Linked DNA regions of Sus scrofa: regions 2, 3 and 4 are each linked to region 1. Evidence: chromatin contacts called from public Hi-C and HiChIP or PLAC-seq data. All regions are on one chromosome and are shown on one strand. The core of a region is the stretch at or near the end of the contact, and the rest is flanking DNA. Distances in the headings are between cores, read along the strand shown.

What was found. A called contact is a pair of places that touch in the nucleus more often than the background predicts. HiChIP or PLAC-seq counts read pairs in DNA pulled down with a chosen protein or histone mark.
Region 2: a contact with region 1 is called in an H3K27ac HiChIP or PLAC-seq map of alveolar macrophages. The contact joins the promoter of MLKL here to the promoter of PDPR in region 1. A contact is called at or near these places in 1 of 5 promoter capture datasets (liver), 2 of 47 Hi-C or Micro-C datasets (both in embryonic fibroblasts) and 2 of 2 datasets of contacts at active chromatin or transcription factors (alveolar macrophages and skeletal muscle).
Region 3: an H3K27ac HiChIP or PLAC-seq map of alveolar macrophages shows a contact between it and region 1. The contact joins the promoter of SF3B3 here to the promoter of PDPR in region 1. A contact is called at or near these places in 2 of 47 Hi-C or Micro-C datasets (heart right ventricle and skeletal muscle) and 1 of 2 datasets of contacts at active chromatin or transcription factors (alveolar macrophages).
Region 4: a Hi-C map of liver shows a contact between it and region 1, with 4 times the contacts expected there. The contact joins the promoter of WDR59 here to the promoter of PDPR in region 1. A contact is called at or near these places in 1 of 5 promoter capture datasets (liver) and 2 of 47 Hi-C or Micro-C datasets (heart right ventricle and liver).

The regions. Positions count from the first base shown.
Region 1 is chr6:13,183,472-13,189,186 of Sscrofa11.1, reverse strand. It overlaps PDPR (pyruvate dehydrogenase phosphatase regulatory subunit, mitochondrial), which reads right to left and starts at 1,810. Exons shown (of 20, transcript XR_002344509.1): 1 at 1,568-1,810.
Region 2 is chr6:12,922,046-12,928,334 of Sscrofa11.1, reverse strand. MLKL (mixed lineage kinase domain-like protein) reads right to left here and starts at 4,489. Exons shown (of 11, transcript XR_002344504.1): 1 at 3,224-4,489.
Region 3 is chr6:13,521,305-13,527,384 of Sscrofa11.1, reverse strand. SF3B3 (splicing factor 3B subunit 3) reads right to left here and starts at 2,866. Exons shown (of 26, transcript XM_021093803.1): 1 at 2,558-2,866. It overlaps COG4 (component of oligomeric golgi complex 4), which reads left to right and starts at 2,943. Exons shown (of 19, transcript NM_001244337.1): 1 at 2,943-3,120; 2 at 4,914-4,996; 3 at 5,964-6,078. The coding sequence starts at 2,950.
Region 4 is chr6:12,680,167-12,686,250 of Sscrofa11.1, reverse strand. It overlaps WDR59 (WD repeat-containing protein 59), which reads right to left and starts at 4,085. Exons shown (of 28, transcript XM_021093785.1): 1 at 3,893-4,085. The coding sequence starts at 3,946.

The DNA.
Region 1 (5,715 bases), core at 561-3,060:
ATCATGACCTTCAAAAGAGTGAAGTGGTAAAGAAAAAGACTTCCAGTGGATTTGAAGAATGAAGGAAAAAGGAAGGCACAGAGTTTATACCAGTAGCTTTGGCAGCAACAGCAAGGCTTAAGAGCAAGGAGGTAACGGCAAGTAGAAAAGAAACAGAAGATGTCAAAGAAAAAGTAAAATAACACACCTGGTTGAAAATAAATTACGATCTCAACTTCTGCTAAGAAGAATTTCTTTCTTTCTTTCTTTCTTTTTTTTTTTTTTTTTTTGTCTTTTTAGCTATTTCTTGGGCCGCTCCCGAGGCATATGGAGGTTCCCAGGCTAGGGGTCGAATCGGAGCTGCAGCCACTGGCCTACACCAGGGCCACAGCAAAGCGGGATCCGAGCCGTGTCTGCAACCTACACCACAGCTCACGGCAACGCCGGATCATTAACCCACTGAGCAAGGGCAGGGACCGAACCCGCAACCTCATGGTTCTTAGTCGGATTCGTCAACCACTGCGTCACGACGGGAACTCCTGCTAAGAAGAATTTCTGCTAAACAACCTCACTGCTGGGGCTGGTTATGCTCAGATCTGCTTACACCTAGAACAAGAGGACAGCCCCGACTCCCTCTGAGCTGTTCCTCTGCATGGCCACAGCACCCTGGAGAAATGGGCTGCTAGTCCCAAGGAAGACTGGGTAAGAAGACAGAGATGAACACATCATTTCCCACACCTGCCTCGGCAAGAGCCCCCTGGGACACCTGCTTTAAAACTCAAGTCACAGACACACTCTTCCTCCCAGAGTCCATCTCTTAACATTCTGATCCTGCTGGTTCAGGTTGCTGTTTTTTTCAACAAGTGTACCAGATAATCAGACTAGTTTAAGAAATGAATACAAATCCCTGTACAAATACAAATCCCTGGCCCTGGAAAAGTGTCCCTTTCACACAGGCTAACTCCATGTCCCGCATCCCCCTACACAAGCGAGGGCGAAAAAAGCTTGAAAATGCTTGAATCAAACCTCAGGGTCAAACACATCAGAACCAAGAGGTCAAACGTTAGTAGCGAGCTCACTGCCCCGGCCTGGACTTTCCAGGTAACTTCACTGCCGACTCCGCAGCAGTTTTACTAGTTAATTAAGCGCAAGCGGACCACGTTTCCACGCGGGAAAACAATTTCACCTGCAGACCTGGCCCAGCTGAACAAGCCTGACCCCCGCTGCGGAGGCTGGCGGGGGGGCGGTGTGCAAGCCCGAGGCGGGGCGCCAGGAACGAGGTCATTCCCGCCGTCCTGGGCATCCGGGCTAGGCTGAGGGCGCCTGGAAGAACCGGGGAGCCGGGCACCGGTCCGCTAGGCGCCACTGCCGCGGGTGAGATTAAGGAAGATCGGGCAACGCAGTGTCGGCCCGGGCGGGCGGAGTCCCGGCGCCAGGACGAGCCTGCGGGAGGACCAGGCAGAACCCACGGGAAACGAAGCGCGGCCGGGAGCCCCCAGCAGGAACGGGGGTGGGGGGCTGAGGGCCCCGTGGCGGCAAAGTCCGAGCAGACCCGGAGGCCAGAGCGGCCCCCGGAGCTTCTCCTTACCTCACCGGCCTCCACAAGCTCCGCAAGCAGCCACACCCCGGCTGAAGCAGGGAAGCGACCACAACAGTTGGCTGGGGTCCTGGGGGCCGGAAGGGGGGTGGGGACAGGGAATGGGAAGGGGGCGGGGCGGTGGGCCGAAAAAGTTCCGGGGAAGCTTGAGTCCGCGACCTTCCGCGCTTTACGATCCGTAGGAAGGGTACGGCAGCGCGTGATCCCACTCGCGCACGCGCGTCGTGACGTCATCGACTGCTCCGCCCCTGACACGTGGGGGGTTGTTTGGGTCCCGAGTGTCTCCGCTTGAAGGTGGGCGGAGGGGAACCACCGTCTCGACGAAGATGCAGTCGCACTGGAGGCGGGGTGTTTCAAAGTCGCTTTAGAACTGCAGCTTCGGACCTTACCGATTTCTACCGATGCAGCTGGGACGGCCAAGATGGCCGGAGCTTTGGTGGAGCCTGCGGAGGGCAGGGGTTCTCTTACCGCGCGCGCGAGGCGAGTCCTCAGGTCCGGTCCCACGTGTCTGCCGCCTAAGGACACTCAGTCCAGGGCCTAAAAAAGATTCTTGGACCGAAAGCTGCTCTGTTTTTGGCCGTTGCTGCGGTCTTCCTGGGCGAATCACTAGTACAGCGGATCAGGAATCTTTTCTGCTGTCCCCGCCCGATCTCAGAGGCAGTTTAAGAAGACCTGCGATCTGGGCACCTTGCTTATTAGCACATCACGCTGTTTTCTTTCCTTTATAGAACTTGTGCTAAAGTAAATTAGTTGACTACCTTTCCCAACTAGCTGCACACTCTGCCCTCTGACAGTAGACCCTAAATCTCCTATTCTGCTGTGTTCTCAGCGCTTAGCGTGTGGCACGTTATCCAGTAAATATTTCTTAGAATGGAAAGCGATCTAATGGTACAGGCTTCTCTCCACTTGGGGCCACACCCAAGCCCATCTCACCACTCAAACCAGTTGTGTTAAAGGATTGGCACTGTGCCAGGTGATGGGATTCAGCCGTGCACAAGAAAGGGCTTCTGCCACTAAAGTGTGGCAGTGAAGTTCCAGGGACCCCTGTGTCACCATGCCAGCCTGAAACTTGCACTTTATGCATTTTTACTTGCCAGTGAACTCACACAAGACAGCCCATTTGAGGTCTGGTTTCCCGGCAACAGACACTGCATTTTGCTACCCTGATGTATGAATGTTCAAGGCGTTCCTGGCTTCGGTGCAAGAAATGTACTTAAATGGTTCAGTTATGGGCTTAAAGCTTATGGTCACCAGCTGCTCCCAAATGAAGACATTATAGACTAACAGATCTGAGGCATATTCTTGCTAAGATGTACTTGATACCTAGATGTGGCAATTTCAGGAGGAAAATGTCACAAGTATTTATTTATTTATTTATTTAGGTCGCCGGCTGCATGCAGAAGTTCCCAGGCTAAGGATCAAATCAGCACTACAGTAGCAACCTGAACCACTGAAGTGACAATGCCACATCCTTAACCCATTGTGCCACGAGGGAACGCTGTCACAGTTTTTTGTTGTTGTTGTTCTTGTTGTTTGTGTGTGTGTGTTTTTTTTTTTTTTTTTTTTGTCTTTTTAGGGCCGCATCCAGGCATAGAGAAGTTCCCAGGCTAGGGGTTAAATTGGAGCTGTGGCCACAGCCACTGGAATGCCAACCCAAGCCGCATCTGTGACCTCCACCACAGCTCCTGTCAACTCTGGATCCTTAGCCCACTGAGCGAGGCCAGGAATCGAACCCACAACCTCAGGGATATTGTTTGGGTTCGTACCCCACTGAGCCACAACGGAAACTCCCTCACCTGATATTTAGATGCATCTATTTTATCTTTGTAAACCTTCTGCCTTCTCCTTTTCACTCTCTCAAGGGCAGGAATTACAGGAAGTGAGGAAGGTACCACTAGCAGCTGTTTCAAAAGATCTATGCCAAGATTTGCTTTGCACACCAAGAACCGGAGCTTGGAGCACCTCTTCCCTCCAAGTTAGGTTCTAGTGCCTCATGCTCCAGAGTGTCACATGGTGGGTGGAGCCAGGAAGGATGGAGAAAAAGTACCTTCATTTCTGTCTGAGGGTACCCATCCACTCCACAGAGCTTCTCCTTCCCCAGAACAAGGGGATGTGCAAGAGACATCTCTGCAGCTCGTTTCAGGGAAGGGTTTTCTAGCAGCAGAGCTAACCCTTAATCTTTGGTCAACTCTTGGCATATACGACACTGTCGTTGTAGTTACTGTAAAGAGCTACAACTCATTCCTTGCCTTTGTAAATGTCCAGCTCAGCGCAGCCTTTTCTGTCCCTCTGTAGTGTCAGCATGTGGTCCCGAGGCATTCGAGGCCCTTTAGTAAATGGGATCTTTCTCATGAGCCCTGGTGACGAGAGGCACATGGGGTGCCCGAGCACTTCTGTCCTCCGGGAACGCGGTATTACCACTGTGCACTGTATTTCCATTGAGCCAGATTTCAATTAAGATTTTCTTCTCATGAGAAGATGTGGGGCAGATATACAATGGAATAGTACTTGGCCACAAAAGGGAACGAAATAATGCCATCTGCAGCAATATGGAGGCAACTAGACTTTATCATGCTGAATGAAATAAGCCATAAAGAGAAAGACAAATACCATATAATGTCCCATAGGTGGAATCTAAAATGTGACACAAACGAACCTATCTGAGAAACAGAAACAGACTCACAAACACAGAGCACAGACGTGTGGTGGCCAGTGGGGAGGAGGTTGGGGTTTAGCAGATGGAAGCTATTTCACACAGAGGGGACGGACAACGAGATACTGCGGTACGGCACAGAGAACTGCAGTCAGTGTCCTGTGATCAGACATAAGGGAAAAGACCTTTTTTTAAAGTGTATACATATATTTATCTGAATCACTTTGCTATACAGCAGACGCAACGTAAATCAACTCTGCCTCAATTAAAAGGATTTTTCTCTTCAGGTCACTCGCTTTGCGAATGAATAAACGGACATTTTAACTACCTGACCTGGCTGCCAAGAAATAGTCTACACCAACAGCAACCCAGCATGTGTATTTGCCATCAGAAAGGATAAACATTGCGGGTAAAATGGGTGTCCTGTTACCAAAGTGCAAAACCGACTTTGGGGACCACGGTAACCAAGTACAGGCACTGCCAACTGTGGCCCCCCACACAGCGGGGGCATGGCTGGGGGAACCCGTTCCTCCTCTTGGGCAACTGTCCCTGGGCTTGACATCCTGCCTTACCCTGACTTCATGGTGAGAACCTGGCGCTGGGCGCATCCCCCACGTCCCCGGGAGCCCGGGTGTGGACAGCGGGCTGTGCGTGCATCCCTGCTCATCCCTTCTCCGAGAGAAGCAGCCAGTGTTCTCGCTACACCCACTTCCACCCCCAAATCACAGTGCGCTTGTGCAGTAAAACACCTGCTCCGGACTCTGTGCTGTGCCGGGCGCAGGGCCGCTGTTTCACAGGCCCTGCGAGACACAGCAATGTCGCGAGGGGCTCCTGTGCCAGGCGCTGGGTCGCTGCCCTAACTGCCTTACCTTGTGGAAACTTCACCCAAACCGTGTGGATTAGAGGAGAGGGGTCCCGCTTCAACTGCGAGGAAAGTGGGGCCGAGAGAAGCACATGCTCCAGGTACAGAGACTCAAGACCAGGTCTCACTGCTCAGCCTTTAGCAAGAGGAGCAGTGATCTAGTCAAGTGAGTGCTAAGGCGGTGGGAACCGTGAACGAGCATCACCTGGGTGCAGTAGAATCACCTGCGAAGAATGCAAACCATCGCCTCCACGTGAACTGGAATCACCAAGGCTGACACACTGTTCCTCTAAAGAGCTTTCCAGAAACTTCTCTTGAATCTAGAATCCACTGAGTGCCAACTATTGACGAGTCCGGAGGAGAAATGGTCATTGTGTGAAGCTTCGTGGGTGAGGTAGGATTGAGCTGATTCGTAAAGAAGCTCTGTTTGCCCATCTGTAAAGTGGGGCTGATGCTGGAGCGGCCTCAGACCCGGTGAGGCAGTCACTCTTTGTTCCTAGACACCGGCAGTAGGTGGCGCTGTGGCCTATGAAATGGGGCTTCCCGGGTCACCCAGCCGGGAGTGGCCTCAGGCACCGGGATTCCTCCTTTGTTCCTAGAAACCAGCAGTAGGTGGCGCTGTGG
Region 2 (6,289 bases), core at 3,240-5,739, 260 kb after region 1:
CTCGGTTCTTAACTGAAGGTGATTTGCAACCCCCACCCCCCACCTCCCAGGGGCCTTAGGGCAACGTCTGAAGATGTTTTCGCTTGCCATAACTGGAGGATGGAGGTTACTGCCATCTAGCAGCACCACTCCTGTGCCCACAACAAAGAACTATTCAACCCCAAAATGTCAATAGTTGAGGGGCTGAGAAAGCTTGATCTAAGCTATCAGACAACTCCCAGTAGCCTATCACAGTGACTGGTTCCAGCTGGGCACCTGGGCTACTCTGAAGGCAAAGTTTACTGGGGAGTGACTGGGCTCCTCTAAGACAGCCCAGGAAGCCAGCTTCTACTTTCACTCTCTCTCTGAACATGAGTGAGAAACCCTGGAGCCCTGATTTTCAAGCTGTAGAATGAGGCTAACCTACAGGTGGCAGAATGGAGAGAAAAGGAGAATCCGAGTCCTTGACGACAGCACCAAGGCACTGGTTTGAACGGACCCTGCCGTCTACCCCATCCCTCAGTCACAGGTTTCACGAAACCAAAACCTTCCCTTCCAGCTGTAGAGCCCTGGGACCCATATCCAGTCCCCTAGGATGGACCCTGATGGAGGATACGGTGAGAAAAAGAATGTCTAGATGTATGTATGTGTGACTGGGTCACTTTGCTGTATGGCAGAAAACTGACAGAACACTGTAAACCAGCTGTAACGGAAAAAATGAAAATCATTTAGAAAGGAAACCCTTCCTTTGTGTTTAAACCAGGTTGAATCATGTTTGCCGTACTTGCAACCCAAGGCAGCTGCGTTCAGTAATGAATGATGATAATAAGGATCATGACGAATCTCTATTCATCTGCTGCAGGCTAAGTGCTTTGGAACCATGAGCTCATTATGATTCAGTTTATAGGTGAAAACACTGAGGAGGGGGGGAGGTTGTATTTAAATAAGTACAAGGCCATGGAAACAGTTTCCAAACAGTTTTTTCTTTTTCTTTTTTTTCTGGTCTTTTTTGCCTATTCTAGGGCCACTTCCCGCGGCACATGGAGGTTCCCAGGCTAGGGGTCTAATCAGAACTATAGCCACCAGCCTACACCACAGCCACAGCCATGCCAGATTCAATCCGCATCTGCAACCTACACCACAGCTCACGGCAACGCCGGATCCTTAACCCACTGAGCGAGGCCAGGGATCGAAGCCGCAATCTCGTGGTTCCTAGTTGGATTCGTTAACCACTGCACCATGATGGGAACTCCCCAAAGTACTTTTAAACAAAGTTAATCTCAACAGTTCAATGAAATAGATAGGATTAGTTATTGCTAGTGTGGAGAAGGTAATTGCCCTGGAACCCAAATCGGGCTTAAAAGCATGACTAAGAAACTAGCAGAAGTGAAGCCAAATAAGCCAGTCACTTATGCTTGGTACATTTTTGTTTTTCTTGCCTTGGAGTTATACTGATCTGGCAAGAGAAGCAACAGGTGTTAGGGCATACCTAAAAAGACTTAATGGGTCTCAGGCTCCCCAGCTATTCCCAGTTGCTAAGCAGATGTCTTCAAGGATATTTCTTGGGACTCTGGAAGGCAATGAACTTCATACTTTCGTCTGGTCCACCAGAGACAGAAGCAGATAGGAAAGTGTTGCTCAAGGAAGCTTGAAGATTTCAGCTTCAGAGCGCCAAGCTCTACTTATGTGCATTACCAGCCTCATAAAAAAAAAAAAAAAAGCCATATCTCAACAATAACCAATCAAAAGAATGGGAAAAATAGCCCCTTCATCAAAGCACCAATTTAAAAACAATACATTTTACAAGAAAAGTGGTGGAGTGGTATGAAGCAAACCACACAAAACGAAGCCTGAAGAAATGGAGAGAACTCTTTATTTTTCTGGCTGGGAATTTAAATTGACAAAGCTGGCAATCCTTCCCAAATATAAGTGCAGTTTAATGCAGTTTTAATAAAACTCTCAATGGGCAATTTGGTATCAAAACTAAAGGATCCTAAAGTTCATCTGAAAGAGGAAATTTGTAGTGATAACCAGGATTTTTGTAATAAAAAGGGGACTTACCTGTAAGATATTAAAATTTTAATAACTTGGAGTTCCTGTCGTGGCGCAGCAGAAACGAATCCGACTAGGAACCATGAGGCTGCAGGTTCTCGCTCAGTGGGTTAAGGATCCAGCCTTGGCGTGAGCTGTGGTATAGGTTGCAGGTGCGGCTCGGATATGGCGTTGCTGTGGCTCTGGTGTAGGCCTGCAGCTGTAGCTCCGATGTGACCTCTAGCCTGGGAATCTCCAAACGCCGTGGGTGCGGCCCTAAAAAAAAGCAAAAAAATAAAAGAAAATTTTAATAACTACAATTGTTTAGGGCTTATTGAATATATGATAAAGATACCAAGAGGATGAAAGGGAATATAAATACATATATACTTAATGTGAATTTCTAAGAACTTGTGCTTTAGAAAAGCTCAAATGTATACAGATAGAGCAATACTAAGATGCTCATTGAGGTGCTATTTATACTATGTAAAACTGCTAACAACTGTATTAAGAATATGTTCATATATTACTTGCAGAAAAAAACGAGGGGTAAAAATTACTAATTTTATTTTTTGGCTGTGCCCCCCCCCCACCCCGTGAAATTTCCCAGGCCAGGGATTGAACCCATGCCACAGCAGAGACAACGCCAGATCCTTAACCCATTAGGTCATCAGGAAACTCCAAAGTTACTGATTTTAAAAGTGAAAAATCTTAAAATGGTAGTAACAGTATAAATTCAGAAAGAACTCTAATTTCCTCCTCCTCTCCACAAAAATGGCATCAAGCACTTTTCTGATGACATTTTATACCAGGTTTCTCTCTTTGTGCCTAAAATAGGCACCGGAAAAGTTCATGAATCAGCAATCCGGACCCTCTCTCTTGGCCGTTTCTCCACCTTCAGCCTGGCGTGGAGCGCCGAGGGCGGCTTGGACAATTCTAAGCCGGGTTCCCCAGACCCGTCCACCACGACAGCGCCCGGATGCCAGCTCTCCGCCGCGTCTTTTGTAGAAAGTCATTAGAGACCCAAGTGGGCGGCTTCACCCTCAGAGCGGAGGAGAGAAACCAACTCTGTCCCGAGTTCCAGGAAATGGGACTGGGAGTCACCCCCGCCTCCCGCCCCGCTTCTCCCGGCTCTGCCCGGGAATCCGGCTGCGCCCCTCTGCCCCGCCGCCTCCGGGGACCGCGCGCGTCCCGGGAAGCCCCCCGGACTCACCTTCGTCCTTCCCGAGGGCGTCCCGTGCACGGTTTCCGGGAAGACGCCTCGGCTTCTCAGACGACTGCCTTCCTTCTGGGGGAAGAAGTCTTCGAACCCGAAGCCCCTGGAAAGGGCCGCGTCCCAGCGCCCCCTGCCCTCGGCTGTGGCTGTGGGTGCCGCGCGCCCCGCGCTCCCTCTGGCTGCGTTAGGCTGCTCGGGACGCCGCCGGGGAACTGGCAGGCCTTTCCTTTCCGGGGAAGCCGGGGTTCTGGACTGAGCCCCGCCTCTGCGGGCGGGCCCCCAATCCGCTGGTTCGGCCGCCGCTTCGCGGTCTGGAGCCCGCCCGAGGGCTGGGAAGTCCGACACGCCGCCGCCTCTGCGCTTTCACAAGGCGCTTGCAGCCAACGGGCTCAGGGGGCCTTGGCTCCCTCAAAGCCCTTTCCCGGTGGTTCCTCCTGGTATCCTCCTCCTGCCCTTTTCACACTCCCCTCCTTCCCCAATTCCGTCAGGAACTGTTTACAGCACCCTCCTGGTGCCCGGGCGCTCTCCTTAGGGCTGGGGATTCAGAAAAGAACAAGAGCTCAGGAAAGGATTTTCATCAGGACAAAGTATGGGAAAGATTAGATGAGCAAAGCACTGAGAGCTGGAGAGAAGTTTCTTGTGTCTGCTTCGCTGTATGAAAATATTGGGGGTGGAGGAAGGGAGTGAAGGAAGAGATACACTTAAATGACCTTCCTTCTCGGAGGTCATGGCAGAGATTTGTGTTTTGATGTGTCATGTTTTACAGCCGGTAGCTGTGTCCCCAGCTAGAAAGTACAGAAGGAAGGTCATTCATTTACTCATCAGTCTGCTTCCGCTACAGGATAGAATTGGATTGTATGAGAAGACTTTTTGGATGAAGACCTGGTGGAGGATGTCTGGGGCTGTTGATGTGTTTATTCGAGTTCCCCTGCTCTCGGCCTCCATCTGTTGCATCATCCGTTTTCCTCTTATCTTAGGTCAGGTTCTCTAGAAGCAGAGTCTGAGAAAGAGAATCAGGCGCATGTGATTCACTGAAGGAAGGCTTTCAGGATAGAGTAAGGTAGGGCTGGGGTTGGGGTGGAGGAAGCTCAACAAGGATATGGCATCAGCGGAGACTAGCTTCGGCCAGATTCTGTGGGCAGCTGGAGAGCATGAAGCTCTGGAGCAAGAGGCAGCTTCTGTTTTGCTCTGGATAGATCACCAGTTAGGTGACAAAGAGTCTTAAAAAAAAAATTTTTTTTTTAGGGGCGCACTCTCGGCGTATGGAGATTCCTGGGCTAGGGGTCTAACCGGAGCCACAGCAACGCCAGAGCCGATCCGTGTCTGTGACCTACACCACAGCTCACGGCAATGCCGGATCCTTAACTCACTGAGCGAGGCCAGGGATCGAACCTGCAACCTCATGGTTTCTAGTCAGATTGGTTTCCACTGCGCCATGATGAGAACTCCTTTTTCTTTTTTTTTCTTCTTCTGTCTTTTGTCTTTTTAGGGCCGCAGCTGCGGCATATGGAGGTTCCCAAGCTAGGGGTCTAACAGAGCTACAGCTGCTGGCCTACACCACAGCCGCAGCAACACCAGATCTGAGCTGAGTCTGCAACCTACACCACAGCTCACGGCAATGATGGATCCTTACCCCACTGAGCAGTGCCAGGGATCGAACCCGAGTCCTCATGGATACTAGTAGGGTTTGTTAACCACTGAGCCACGACAGGAACTCCCTAAGAGGGACTTTCATAGCAATAAATACCTATATAAAAAAGAAGAAAGACCTCAAACTACCAAACTTCACATGTTGAGGAACTAGAAAAAGAACTAAGCCAAAAATTAGCAGAAGGAAGGAAATGACAAATATAAAAGCAAAAATAAATGAAATAGAAAATCCAAAAACATAGAAAGGAGTTCCCGTCGTGGCACAGTGGTTAACGAATCCGACTAGGAACCATGAGGTTGTGGGTTCCATTCCTGGCCTTGCTCAGTGGGTTGAGGACACGGCGTTGCCGTGAGCTGTGGTGTAGTTTGCAGACGCGGCTCGGATCCCGCATTGCTGTGGCTCTGGCGTAGGCCGACGGCTACAGCTCTGACTGGACCCCTAGCCTGGGAATCTCCATATGCTGTGGGAGCAGCTCTAGAAAAGGCAAAAAGACAAAAAAAGATAAGCAAACAAATTCTTAGCTAGACTAAGAAAAAAAGGGAGAATATTCAAACGAATGGAATCATAAGTAAAAGACACTACAATTGATGTCACAGAAATAGAAAGGATCAAAAGAGACTGTGATGAACAATTACAAGCCAACAAAATAGAAGAAATTAGATAAATTCCTAGAAACATACAGCCTACCAGGACTAAATCATGAAAAAATAACAAGTTGGTACAGACTTGTAATGGAGATTGAATCAGAAATCAAAAACCTCCCAAAAAAAGAAAAGCCAAGAGCCAGATGGCTTCACTAATCAAATATTTAAAAATAAATTAGGAGTTCCCGTCGTGGCGCAGTGGTTAACGAATCCGACAGGAACCATGAGGTTGTGGGTTCGGTCCCTGCCCTTGCTCAGTGGGTTAACGATCCGGCGTTGCCGTGAGCTGTGGTGTAGCTTGCAGACGCGGCTCGGATCCCCCGTTGCTGTGGCTCTGGCGTAGGCTGGCGGCTACAGCTCCGATTGGACCCCTAGCCTGGGAACCTCCATATGCCGTGGGAGCGGCCCAAGAAATAGCAAAAAGACAAAATAAATAAATAAAATAAATAAAATAAATAAATTAACACTAATCCTTCTCAAACTCTTGCAAAAAACTGAATAGGAAAGAATGATTTGAAGCTCATTTTACAAGTTCAACATTATCCTGATAGCAAAGCAAGACGAAGAGACCAAAAGAAAGAAAGCACAGGCCAATCTTCCTGATGAACACAGATACAACAATCCTCAACAAACTACCAGCAAACCTCATCCAACAACACAGGAAAAGGATCATACACTCTGACCAGGTGGGATTTATTCCTGGGATGCAAGAACACTTCAACATATGAAAATCAATTAATGCGATGCACCACGTTAACACAAAAAGGA
Region 3 (6,080 bases), core at 1,617-4,116, 340 kb before region 1:
GCCTCGCTCAGTGGGTTTAAGGATCCGGCGCTGCTGTGAGCTGTGGTATAGGTCGAAGAGGCGGCTCAGATCTGGCGTTGGCCAGCAGCTGTAGCTCCAATTCGACCCCTAGCCTGGTAACCTCCATATGCCACGGGTGCTGCTCTAAAAAGACAAAAAAAAAAAAAAAAAAAAAAAAAGAAGAAGTAGTAGTAGTAAAAACATTGGGAGCTGGAATCTGTACCATTAATCCAACACCATTTGATTTTACTGTCTCAAAACCACATAGATCTATATTTACTTGTATTTGAATAGGCTCTACTTTCACGTGGTTCAGAATTCAAAAGCACAGCAAAAAGCTCACTCCACCCATGCCCTAGCCATCCAGTTTTTCCTCCCTGGACGAATCAATTTCACCAAGTTATACCGTGTCCTTACAGATATTTTCTGTATGTACAAAAAAAAAACATACATTAACGCTGTATTTTATCCCTTCTATTTAACTAAAGGTTGGGTACCATAAATCATACACTCACATTATGGTGCAACTGTTTTTAATTACTTTACCTATCTTGGACATAGCAGTAAGCAAAATGTTTTCTCATTTTTATATTAAGGCTGTGGAGTATTCCACTGAATGCATCTATTAGGATTTATTTAGCCAACACTCTCCTGAGGAACATTTAGGTTCTTCCCGATCTCTTGCAATTATAAACACTGCTACAAAGAAAATCACTCATATACAGACCATTTATAAGTGCATTAACAGTATCTCTAAGATTAACTGCTAGAAATCCAATTTCAGGATTGAGGACCTCATATATTTGAAATTCAGAGACAGTGTCAAATTACCTTCCAAAGAAGCTCTACCAATATATCTCCAGCAATATATGGGTCTCTATAATTCTCCACAACCAGACCTCTGCTGATTTAACAGATAAAAACTGGTAACTTGGGAGTTTCCATCGTGGCTCAGTGGTTAATGAATCCAACTAGGAACCATGAGGTTTCGGGTTCTGATCCCTGGCCTTGCTCAGTGGGTTAAGGATCCAGAGTTGCTGTGGAGCTGTGGTGCAGGCCACAGAAATGGCTCCAATTAGATCCCCTAGCCTGGGAACCTCCATATGCTGCTTGGGTGCAGCCCTAAAAAGCAAAACAAACAAACAAAAAACTGGTAACTTAAGTGTAGTTTTCATTTGCATCTCCTATACAGCTCTATATTTAAGGAGTGACTAAAATTTAGAATTTAAACTTATGTATCATCAAAAACTAAAAACCGAAATGCGACCCCAGAATGAAGCCTCCACAAAAGAATATACAAAGAAAAGGATTCTTCTTAGGACTCAAGACTGCAAACTGAGGTATCTTCACCATAAAAGTACCTATACATTTACCACTGGAAAATAAACTGAACTATTTTCCCTCAATTATTCAGAGACAAAAGCAAAGAATCTCGAGAAGTTCAAAGCTTACAATTGTATCTGTAATTAGCATGCAAATTTGGTTTTGTTAAATGAGAAAAGTTGAATGGAGTCTCAGACATAATTTATTCTCTTGCATCTCACTCCAGTTATAAAATTTCAAACATAATTTCAAACTTGCAGTTATCAAGAACAAAATTTACAACGAAACCCCTACCTTGTTGTGAATGTGATCTATATTGTAGGGTTGACTGTATGAAAGATACAGAATCTTTCAGAAAACAAACATAGGAAACCAAAGACCACTTCGGAAGCTTGGAAAACCTTCTCCTAGGCTACTTTTCGCCCTTTATAACTTACTGAAAAACTCAGCCTACTTTCTAGTTCCTTTACAACTAACAGCATCTAGTACAAACTTTGGAATTTATTTTCCCAAAACCTAGCTGGACCCAGGTTCCCCAACTATTCTTTTATCTTGGGTAACAAGGGAAATTGCATTTCAGAGGAAGATCAACCAAGCACTACATACCGGAAACTAGTAACGACCAAAACTTGGTAAATTTTGATTTCCCCCAATTCTACCTGCTGTCTATGAATATTAGGAAATGAGCCTGTGATTGCTCCTCCACCCCTTCTCCATGTACGAGAAGAACATCACCGCATTTAAACTCTGCAAAGTCTTCAAGATAGATATAATTATCCCCATTTTTGCAAGCGATAAACTGAGGATCAAAGAAGGAAATGAGTTGCCCAAGCACCAAAGCACAAATACAAAGGGTCTAGATTTCAAAGACTGTTTCCGTCCTTGACACTTTTAACACCCTTGATCTTTCACCTCCCCGTCGGTGTGCCGTTTACTTTCTCCAGTGGAAAACGTCTCTCCCGCCCCTTCTTACATCTCCCCCAAAGCCTAAAAGCTACGCAGTCTCTAGAAAGCTTATTTTGAGCTAGGCTTAGTTCCCACAGTGCGAACGGTCGCGAAACACAAGTTCGTGAAGCTGCCCTCCTGCGTTCCCCTCCATCACCTCCTAGACGCTTGCCCATAGTCCTCGGGCCTAAACTCTCTCAGAAACCCTTACAAAAGGCTCGGCCCACCCTTCTACATGGCCGCTCTCCACCTCTTCAGGCCTAGGGAGGTCAGAAAGCTGCTTCTTTACCCTGAAGCCAGGAGGATGGCGCAGATATCCAACAGATCCTCAGTCCCCTCAAGGCCTAATCCGCCGCTAAGCCCAAGCCGCCGGCATCCGCCATTAGCTCCTAAAACAGGGACCTTCCGATTGGCGCGCGACGGAAAAAAGGTCCTCAACCGGCGCCTGAAGAATGTACATATAAATCTCTTTAATGCTTCAGTCTTGCTTCCACGCCGCACGAAAAATTACTTAAACATATTTTTATGACTGTCACTTTTCCCAGGAAAATAGGGAATTAATAGACCTTTTTAAGTAGGCTTTTAAAAACATATATACAAATTCACTAGGCACTCCCGTGGGCAGCCCCAAGGACGTGGCGCGCCTACGAGGAGGGGGCCTCCCAGGGCCGGAAGCGCGGAATGGGAATCAAGATGGCGGACCTCGATTCTCCTCAGAAGCTGTCAGGGGTGCCTCCGCCGCCTGAAGGCGTGGGAGGAGGCCGCTGCTCGGAAATCTCCACAGAGCTCATTCGCTCTCTGACTGAGCTTCAGGAGCTGGAGGCTGTGTACGAACGGCTCTGCGGCGAGGAGGTGGGGGGCTGAGCTTCTCTTTCCAGGAGGATACAGGGGCAGTGGGCCTAGGAGCCGTCATTCTTGGGAAATCAGGGCTGTGGGAAGTTCTTTTCTTTACGAGGAAACAAAAAAAGCATCTACTCGAGAAGCAGGAGTGTGGTTGAATGTAATTGGGGCGATCCGACATCTCCGTCTGATGCCCCCAAGCATATTTTCGTGTTGTCTGGGCGATCTGCCCCGCCCCCTGTTGATTTCCCTGGCCCTTAATCATTAGATTTCTCCGCGGTCCTAAAGTTAGACTTAAGGGCATCTCCTCACACGCTTGCTTTTCATAATAAGAATAAAGGCTTTGTTGTAAGGGCTTATAAATTTTAAAGTGATGAAACGCTTTCACCTTACCTCATTTCAGCAAGAAATCATTGTAAATAAACAAAGCGTTTTAAGACTTTCTACTGTGGGAAATGATTTGGGGGTGTAATTTTAGCGTTTCAGTTCAATGCAGGGCTTTGTAGAATCTTGAGATGTTAAAACTCAGAAACAACTGTCTAATCGTGAATAAGTTATTTCAGTTCTTGTAGCTACCCCTGCATAGCGTCAAACCAGGGGCACTGGCTATATTATGTCCAGCAGCCTTCCTCACTTTTCCATGAAACTTAATGCTGTCAGTACTTTTTTTTTTTTTTTTTTTACTTTTTCGGGCTGAACCCGCGGCATATGGAAGTTCCCAGGCTAGGGGTGGAATCGGAGCTGTAGCTGCTGCCTATGCCACACCACAGCAATGCTAGATCCAAGCGGTGTCTGTGACCTACACCACAGGTCACTGGCACTGCTGGATCCTTAACCCACTGTTTGAGTTCGGGGATCAAACCCGCATCCTCATGGATGCTAGTCAGGTTTGTTAACTGCTGAGCCACAACAGGATCTCCCGTCAGTACTTTTTTTTTTTTTTTTGCTACACCCACTCTATGTAGAAGTTCCCAGGCCAAGGGTCAAATCCCCTCACAGCAGCAACCCAAACCACTGCAGTGACAACACCAGATCCTTAACCCACTGAGGGAGGCCAGGGATGGAACCTGCATCCTCATGGATCCTAGTCAGATTCATTTCCACTGAGCCACGGCGGGAACTCTCTTTGAGAGTTTTCAAGTATTAATTTATACCAATGCCGATAGACTTTTCAGCAAGATGTACTTTATAAAATTCAATACTCTTAACATTCCTAAGCTTGCATTCATTGAATCGGTCAGTATGTTAGGAAAAAAATTAAGTTGATCTTACAGACAGAACAATATTAGTTTTGGTTTTTGTTTGTTTTTCCCTTTTTTAGGGCTACAGCCGCAGCATATGGAAATTCCCAGGCTAGGGGTCAAATCAGAGCTGTAGCCACCAGCCTACGCCACAGCTCACAGCAACACCAGATCCTTAACCCAGTGAATGAAGCCAGGGATCAAACCTGGGTCCCCATGGTTACTAGTCAGATTTGTTTCTGCTGAACCATGACAGGAACTCCCTATCCTTTATATTTTAAATGCCTTCCTGTGTGAGGCATTTTGCCAATGAAATTGAATAAAGGTTTCTTTTCTCCCTCCGTGGTGTTCATCTCCTAGATGGAATAAGATACACATAAGGTAACATTATTTAATTTGATAAGTGCAAAAATGAAGTATTGTTTGTTAAAGTTCTATAGGAGTTTAGTGAAAGGAAAGAAGACATTTGAAGTGGGATTTACCCTTTAGCTAAGTGGTTGGATTAGATAATGCTTAGGGTTCCTTTTGACCATGCTAACAAAAGAATGTTTCTCTGTCTTTCAGAAAGTGGTGGAGAGAGAGCTGGATGCTCTCTTGGAACAGCAAAACACCATTGAAAGTAAAATGGTCACTCTCCACCGGATGGGGTGAGTCTACATATCAGGACAAGCTATTTAAATTCTATTAGGGACTTCTCTATGGCACAGCGAGTTAAGGTCTGGTATTGTCACTGCTGTGGCACAACTCAATCCCTGGCCTAGGAACTTCCATGTGCCATGGGGCCAAAAAATAAATAAATAAAATTTTTAAGTAAATAAATTCCATCAGGAGCCGTTGGATGTTATTATTTTTCCTTTCTGTTTTACCATGCAAGTTGAGTTTGAATTGTAAAGGAGATTTACCTCCAAGTAAAGTGAATACTTAAGAGTGTAGTCAAATTGTTCTCAAAGTGGTTTTGGACCAGCAAGTATTAACATCATTTGGGGAGTTCCTGTTGCGGCGCAACGGGATCTGCATTGTCTCTCAAGCACTGGGCTGCAGGATCGATCCCAGCCCAGCAAAGTGGGTGAAGAACCTAGCATTGCTGCAGCTGTGGCATAGGTAGCAGCTGTGGCTCACATCTGATCCCTAGCCTAAGGATCAAAAATTGCTCTTTGATTTCATCATCTTCTTAGATTGTTGGTTAGTGAATTTTATACTTACTTAGCAACTGGGAGAGTCTGTACTCTAGTTCTTTGGCAGTACATATTTAGGGATGTCCTTTGTAGTTATAGAAATTTATTTTTTGGAGTTCCCACTGTGGCATGGTGGGTTAAGGATCCAGTGTTGCTCCAGCTGTAGCATAGGTCTCAGCTGCAGCTCGGATTCAATCCCTAGCCTATGAACTTCCATATGCCTTGGGCATGGCCAAAAAAGAAAAAAAATTAATTTTTTGTTAAGTATAGAACTGAGTTTTCAATAAAACACTCTTGAGAAAAAGCTGTGAATAGAAGGAATGGAGCTAAGAGTCGTAAAGAAGTCGAAGACATAGTTTCCGTCTACAAAAAAGTTCTTCCATGTCTCCGTCTACTATCTACCCGAATGGATATATGTGCCGACAATGTATGTTTCTAGTCCCAACCTGCAGTTGATTGAAGGAGATGCAAAGCAGCTGGCTGGAATGATCACCTTCACCTGCAACCTAGCTGAGAATGTGTCCAGTAAAGTCCGTCAGCTTGACTTGGCCAAGGT
Region 4 (6,084 bases), core at 2,836-5,335, 510 kb after region 1:
CTGTCTAAGCTTTCTTAGTGTTCGCACTCAATGATTCCAGGGACCACTTCAGAGGAGGTGCCAAGCAGCAAAGGTTCCTCACAATCGGTGACATAATTTCTGTTTTACAAAGTAAATGGAACATAGAAACTGTAAAAAAGAATTCTGCCCTTCAGGCTGGGGTTTTTCCTCTGAAAAACCTGAAAGCTTTGAAGATTTTTTTTTTTTTTTTTTTTTTTTTTTGCTTTTGAGCGCCACATCTGTGGCACATGGAAGGTCCTAGGGTAGAGGTCAAATTAGAGCTGTAATAGCAGGGCACAGCCATAGCCATAGCCATAGCCATGCCAGAGCTGAGTTTCATCTGCAACCTACACCACAGCTCATGGCAATGCCAGAGTTTTTAACCCATTGAGCGAGGCTAGGGATCAAACCTCCATCCTCGTGGATAAAGGTCGGGTTTGTAATCCACTGAGCCACAATAGGAACTCCCTTTTAATGATTTTTAAAAGCGGTGGCGGAGTGCCCATCGTGGCTCAGTGGTTAACGAACCCCACAAGCAACCATGAGGATGCAGGTTCGATCCCAGGCCTCTCTCAGTGGGTTAAGGAACTGGCGTTGCTGTGAGCTGTGGTGTAGGTCATAGATGTGGCTCAGATCCTGCATTGCTGTGGCCGTGGCATAGGCCAGGGGCCACAGCTCCAATTGGACCCCTAGCCTGGGAACCTCCATATGCTGCTGGTGCAGCTCTAAGAGACGATAGATAAATAAATAAACAAATAAATAAATAAATAAAAGTGGTGGGGTGTTTGAAAGTTTATTGTTCTAGCCTTTTCAGAAAGGCAGTGTGAAGTGTTTTAACTTTTTCCTTTCTGCATTAATGAATTGTTAATAAAATGTGTCCCTAACCCCCCCAATTATCACCAAAATTAATCACAAAGCCATGTTAATTCTCACTAAGACGTACCCTTCCAAATGAACAGAAAAATCAGAGAGAGAAACAGAAACTCCTGCAAGGCAGTTAAATTACCCAATTTACTTTGTTCTCTTACTATGACAACCGCTGTTTAGGTTTAATTATTTGATACGACTTCATAGCATCCTAATCTGTGTGACAGCGCTCTCTCTGCAGGTCTTTTCAATTACATCTCTGTAGAGAAGTAGGGGTGAGACTACCTGGGCTTCTGTGAAAATTAAAGGGTTTGCAGATTAGTAACTTCCAAATTAGCAGGCTCAGAGGTAGGACACGTGATTCTGTTCTGAGTCCCCGGTGAAAGCAATTAACAAGAAGGGTAACAAGAATGCGGTTCTTTTTCCCCAGGAGTCTGGCACCTCCCCCGGGAGAGCAGGCCTCCTGGAGACACATGCTAACAGTGCAAAGAGCTTTAGGATTCTTTAATGCAAATGTGGCTGCTCACATTTTCCATGGGGGCTGTGTATCCAGAGCACCAAAAAGCAAAACCATGGGAGGATCTCCAATCGTTCATTTTTATGGCAAAAGAAGGGCTGGGTTTTAGAAAGGAAAAATCACATCACCCCCTTATCCTAAACCTAGATTCCCCTTCAGTATAAATCACCTGAGCACCAACACAGTGCCTGGCACATTATTCACCTGCCAAAAGCTCAATAAATCCCACTGCATAAATGAGTGAATGGAAGCCTGGCACCAAGAAGGCATTCAATAAATATGGTTGAATGAATGAAGATAGCCAACAAGACACTGCCTGTCGCAGGGAAAAAAAGAGCATGACATATTTATTGTGGAACGACTGCATGACAGGCTCACAAAGGATGAAGCAGAGAATGTAATGAGTCCAATGAAGCCCTGGGGCCAGATGCTGCAATCAAATCCCAATGCAGCCCCATAATGGGAGGCCTTGGCCACGTCACTTGAGATCAGCCAAATGAGGATCAGTTTCCCCATTTGAAAAAATGGGGTGACATCTACTTATCTTGCATGGTTCTTTCATGAATTAGAAAAAGGAAATGTAGGAGTTCCCGTCGTGGCACAGTGGTTAACGAATCCGACTAGGAACCATGAGGTTGCGGGTTGGGTCCCTGCCCTTGCTCAGTGGGTTAACGATCCGGCGTTGCCGTGAGCTGTGGTGTAGGCTGCAGACGCGGCTTGGATCCCGAGTTGCTGTGGCTCTGGTGTAGGCCGGTGGCTACAGCTCCGATTCAACCCCTAGCCTGGGAACCTCCATATGCCGAGGGAGCGGCCCAAGAAATAGCAACAACAACAACAACAACAACAAAAAAGACAAAAGACAAAAAAAAAAAAAGAAAAAAGAAAAAGGAAATGTAGGGAGTTCCCATTGTGGCTCAAAGGTAACGAACCCGACTGGTATCCATGAGGATGCAGGTTCGATCCCTGGTCCCGCTCAGTGGATTAAGGATCTGGCATTGCAGTGAGCTGTACATCACAGATGAGGCCCAGATCTGGATTCTGTGGTACAGGCCGGCAGCTGTAGCTTGGATTTGACCCCTAGCCTGGGGAAGTTCCATATGCTGTGGGTGCAGCCCTAAAAAGGAAAAAAGAAAAAAAATGAAAAAAGAAAAAGGAAATGTATATATACCATTTAGCACAAGGCTGGGCATATGGAAAGCACAGAATACAAAAACGGTTTAAAAAATTATTATTATTATTATTGTCTTTCTGTCTTTTTAAGGCCACACCTGCGGCATATGGAGGTTCCCAAGCTAGGGGTCGGATCGGAGCTGTAGACACCGGCCTACACCACAGCCACAGCAACAGGGGATCAGAGCTGTGTCTGTGACCTACACCACAGCTCAGCTCACCGAAACACCGGATCCTTAACGCATTGAGCGAGGCCAGGGGTCGAACTTGCATCCTCTTGGATGCGAGTCGGGTTCATTAACCGCTGAGCCATGACGGGAACTTCAAAAAAAAAAATTCTTGGAGTTCACGTCGTGGCTCAGTGGTTAACGAATCTGACTAGGAACCACAAGGTTGCGGGTTCAATCCCTGGCCTTGCTCAGTGGGTTAACGATCCGGCGTTGCCATGAGCTGTGGTGTAGGTTGCAGTCGCGGCTCGGATCCCGCGTTGCTGTGGCTCTGGCGTAGGCCGGCGGCTACAGCTCCGATTGGACCCCTAGCCTGGGAACCTCCATATGCCGCGGGAGCAGCCCAAGAAATGGCAAAAAGACAAAAAAAAAAAAAAAAAGTACTAAGTTTCCTTTAGGCTCACCATGTGTCCAGCACTGTGCCACACATTTTAAGTGTATGACCTCATAAAAATTCTCACATCAATCCTTTAAGAGAGACACAATTGGCACCTCTTACAGGTGAGAAAAGATGCACAAAGGGTGATGACAGGCTAAGATATGAGCTGGGATTCGAACCGAGCAACACACGAAATGCATACGCCTCTTCACTGCGCGGTATCTTCCACTACCCTAGCATCAGAGACCACTTAAAGGTTTAAGCGCTGAAACGGGCACCTCGCGTGCAGTTTTTTATTAACTCCATTCCATCAAAGTTCTGTGAGGCAGGGTTCAATACATCTACCTAAGGCTCAGAGAAGTTCTGCAACTTGCCCAAAGTCACTAGGTGCAGGGGGAGCAAACACCCCCTCGCTCTCCACTCCGGTGGTGGGAAGCCTTCCCTCAGCGCTCACTAGAGCGCAATATCTGCACTTGGATATCCTCAGGCCGACCCCACTCCTGTATCCACGAGGGAAACCCCGAAACCTCGCCCATGGCAGCCCCAACCACCCCCAACGGTCTTCAAGGTAACCCTCATCCACTCAGCTCTGACACCTCCAGGTCACCCCCTTGACCATCTCCCCAGCCCGGGCTGGGGGTCGCCAGCCGCCCTGAGACAGACCCGGCAGCGTGGGGGAGGGGAACTGGGAAGGGCGCATGCTCAGAAGGCTCCATTTGGTCCCCAGCTCACCTGGGAGTCGCGGAATTCCACCACCACGTTCTCGCTGCTCCATCTCGCCGCCATTTTCCGCGCCCAGCCGTCGGGACACGAGAACTACGCGTCCCTACCTCAGACACCCGCGTTCCTGGGCTCGGCGAGCCCCACGCAGCCCGCGAGTCAGTGCTGCCACGCCCCGTCCTCGCTTCTGCCTGACCGCAAACTATTGGCTGACCCAAACACTGGCTCCACCCCCTCTTCCCGGATCCTCCAATTGTGGCACGGCGCCTGCCCCCCGAAAAAGGTACGACCCCCTTCACTCCGTCACGGCGTGGGTCACTTTCGCCCCTCGCGGCTGCGGATACCGCCCCCCCCCCTGCCGCGAGCTCTGCCGGGAGTTGTAGTCCAAAGTATGGACAACCGGGGAAGAGCTTGCAGGTTAGAGTTTGGCCGAGGGGAGGTGCGTGTTTTTCCAATCCGTCTCCTCGACGGTGTCAATGGCAAGGCCCAGACTGCATAAAAACCAAAGCTGAGCATTAGTGCAAACCAATGATTATCTCTTACCTCGAAGCCTGGCGCAAAGGCATTGAAAAGGGTAAATGCGCGATTCAATACAGTTTTATACAGTACAGCAGCGCCAGCTAAAATGTCTAGGGACCTGGGGGAGGGGGGTCTACGAAGGCAAAAAATGTCACTGTTATACTAAGAAGTTATTTGCTTTTTTCTTTTTCCTTCACAAATGCACAGTGTTTTTCACAGGTTAGTTACTACTTTTTTTTTTTTTTTTTTTTTTTTTTTGGTCTTTTTGCTATTTCTTGGGCCGCTCCCGCGGCATATGGAGGTTACCAGGCTAGGGGTCGAATTGGAGCTGTAGACGCCGGCCTACGCCAGAGCCACAGCAACGCGGGATCCGAGCCGCGTCTGCAACCTACACCACAGCTCACGGCAACGCCGGATCTTTAACCCACTGAGCAAGGCCAGGGATTGAACCCTCAACCTCGTGGTTCCTAGTCAGATTCGTTAACCACTGCGCCACGACGGGAACTCCTTAATACACATTTGTAACAGATTGAATGTAGAAGCAGGTGTGAAAATCTAGGATTTTTCTCTTAAGCCAATCATTAAAGAAAGTTGCCACTGTTCCCACTAAAGCTGTTTTGTTTTGGAAAATAAAGTTACTTTTCATTTACAAAATGTATTGTTAATGTTAACGCTCATTGACGTGTAAATTAATTTTTTTTTTGTCTTTTGTCCTTTTAGGGCCACACCCACAGCATATGGAGGTTCCCAGGCTAGGGGTCTAATTGGACCTGTTAGCTACGCCACAGCCACAGCCACACCACATCCGAGCCACGTCTGCAACCTACACCACAGCTCACGGCAACACCAGATCCTTAACCCACTGAGGGAGGCTAGGATCGAACCTGCAACCTCATGGTTCCCAGTAGGATTCGTTTCTGCTGCGCCACCACAGGAATGCCAAAATTTTTTAATTATTAGTGTTAATATCTGATGAACTAGACATAAAAGTTTGGGGGGATCATTAATAATTTTCAAGAGTGTAAAGGGGGAGTTCCCAGGTGGCACAGTGGGTTAAGGATCACTGCTGTGGCTCAGATTCCATCCCTGGCCCTTGGAACTTCCATGCCATGGGCCCAGCCAAAAACTAAAACCAAAAAAAAAAGTGCAAAGGGGACCTGAGATCAAAAAGTTGGAAAACCGCTATGCTAATACAGGGAATGGCCACTAAGTTCTCTTCCTCAGCTCCAACCTCTGAAATCCTGGGCTTAACTGGTTTAGCCTCAGTTTCTCTACAGAAGGAGAAAATTCATTTGGTTGTCCTAAGGAGTTAACCATTAACCACAAGGCCTGGAATATAACCAATCCTCAAGTGTAAACTGTCCCTATTGGGTTTTTTTGGTGGCCTACACCAGGCTCCAAGCTGCATCTGCGACCTACACCACAGCTCACGGCAATGCCAGATCCTTAACCCACTGAGCGAGGCCAGGGGTTAAACCCACATCCTCATGGATACCAGTCAGGGTTCATAACCAGCTAAGCCACAACTTACTGTTGTGTTTATATTAATGCTGCTTTTACATGCAAGCCATTGCATGAATAGAGATAAGAAGCCTTCCATTCCCTCCTGGAGAGTTGGAAACAATGGGAAACAGATTTGTCAACAGGTTAGGGTGACCAACCGTGGAAACTGCTCGGTATGGGCA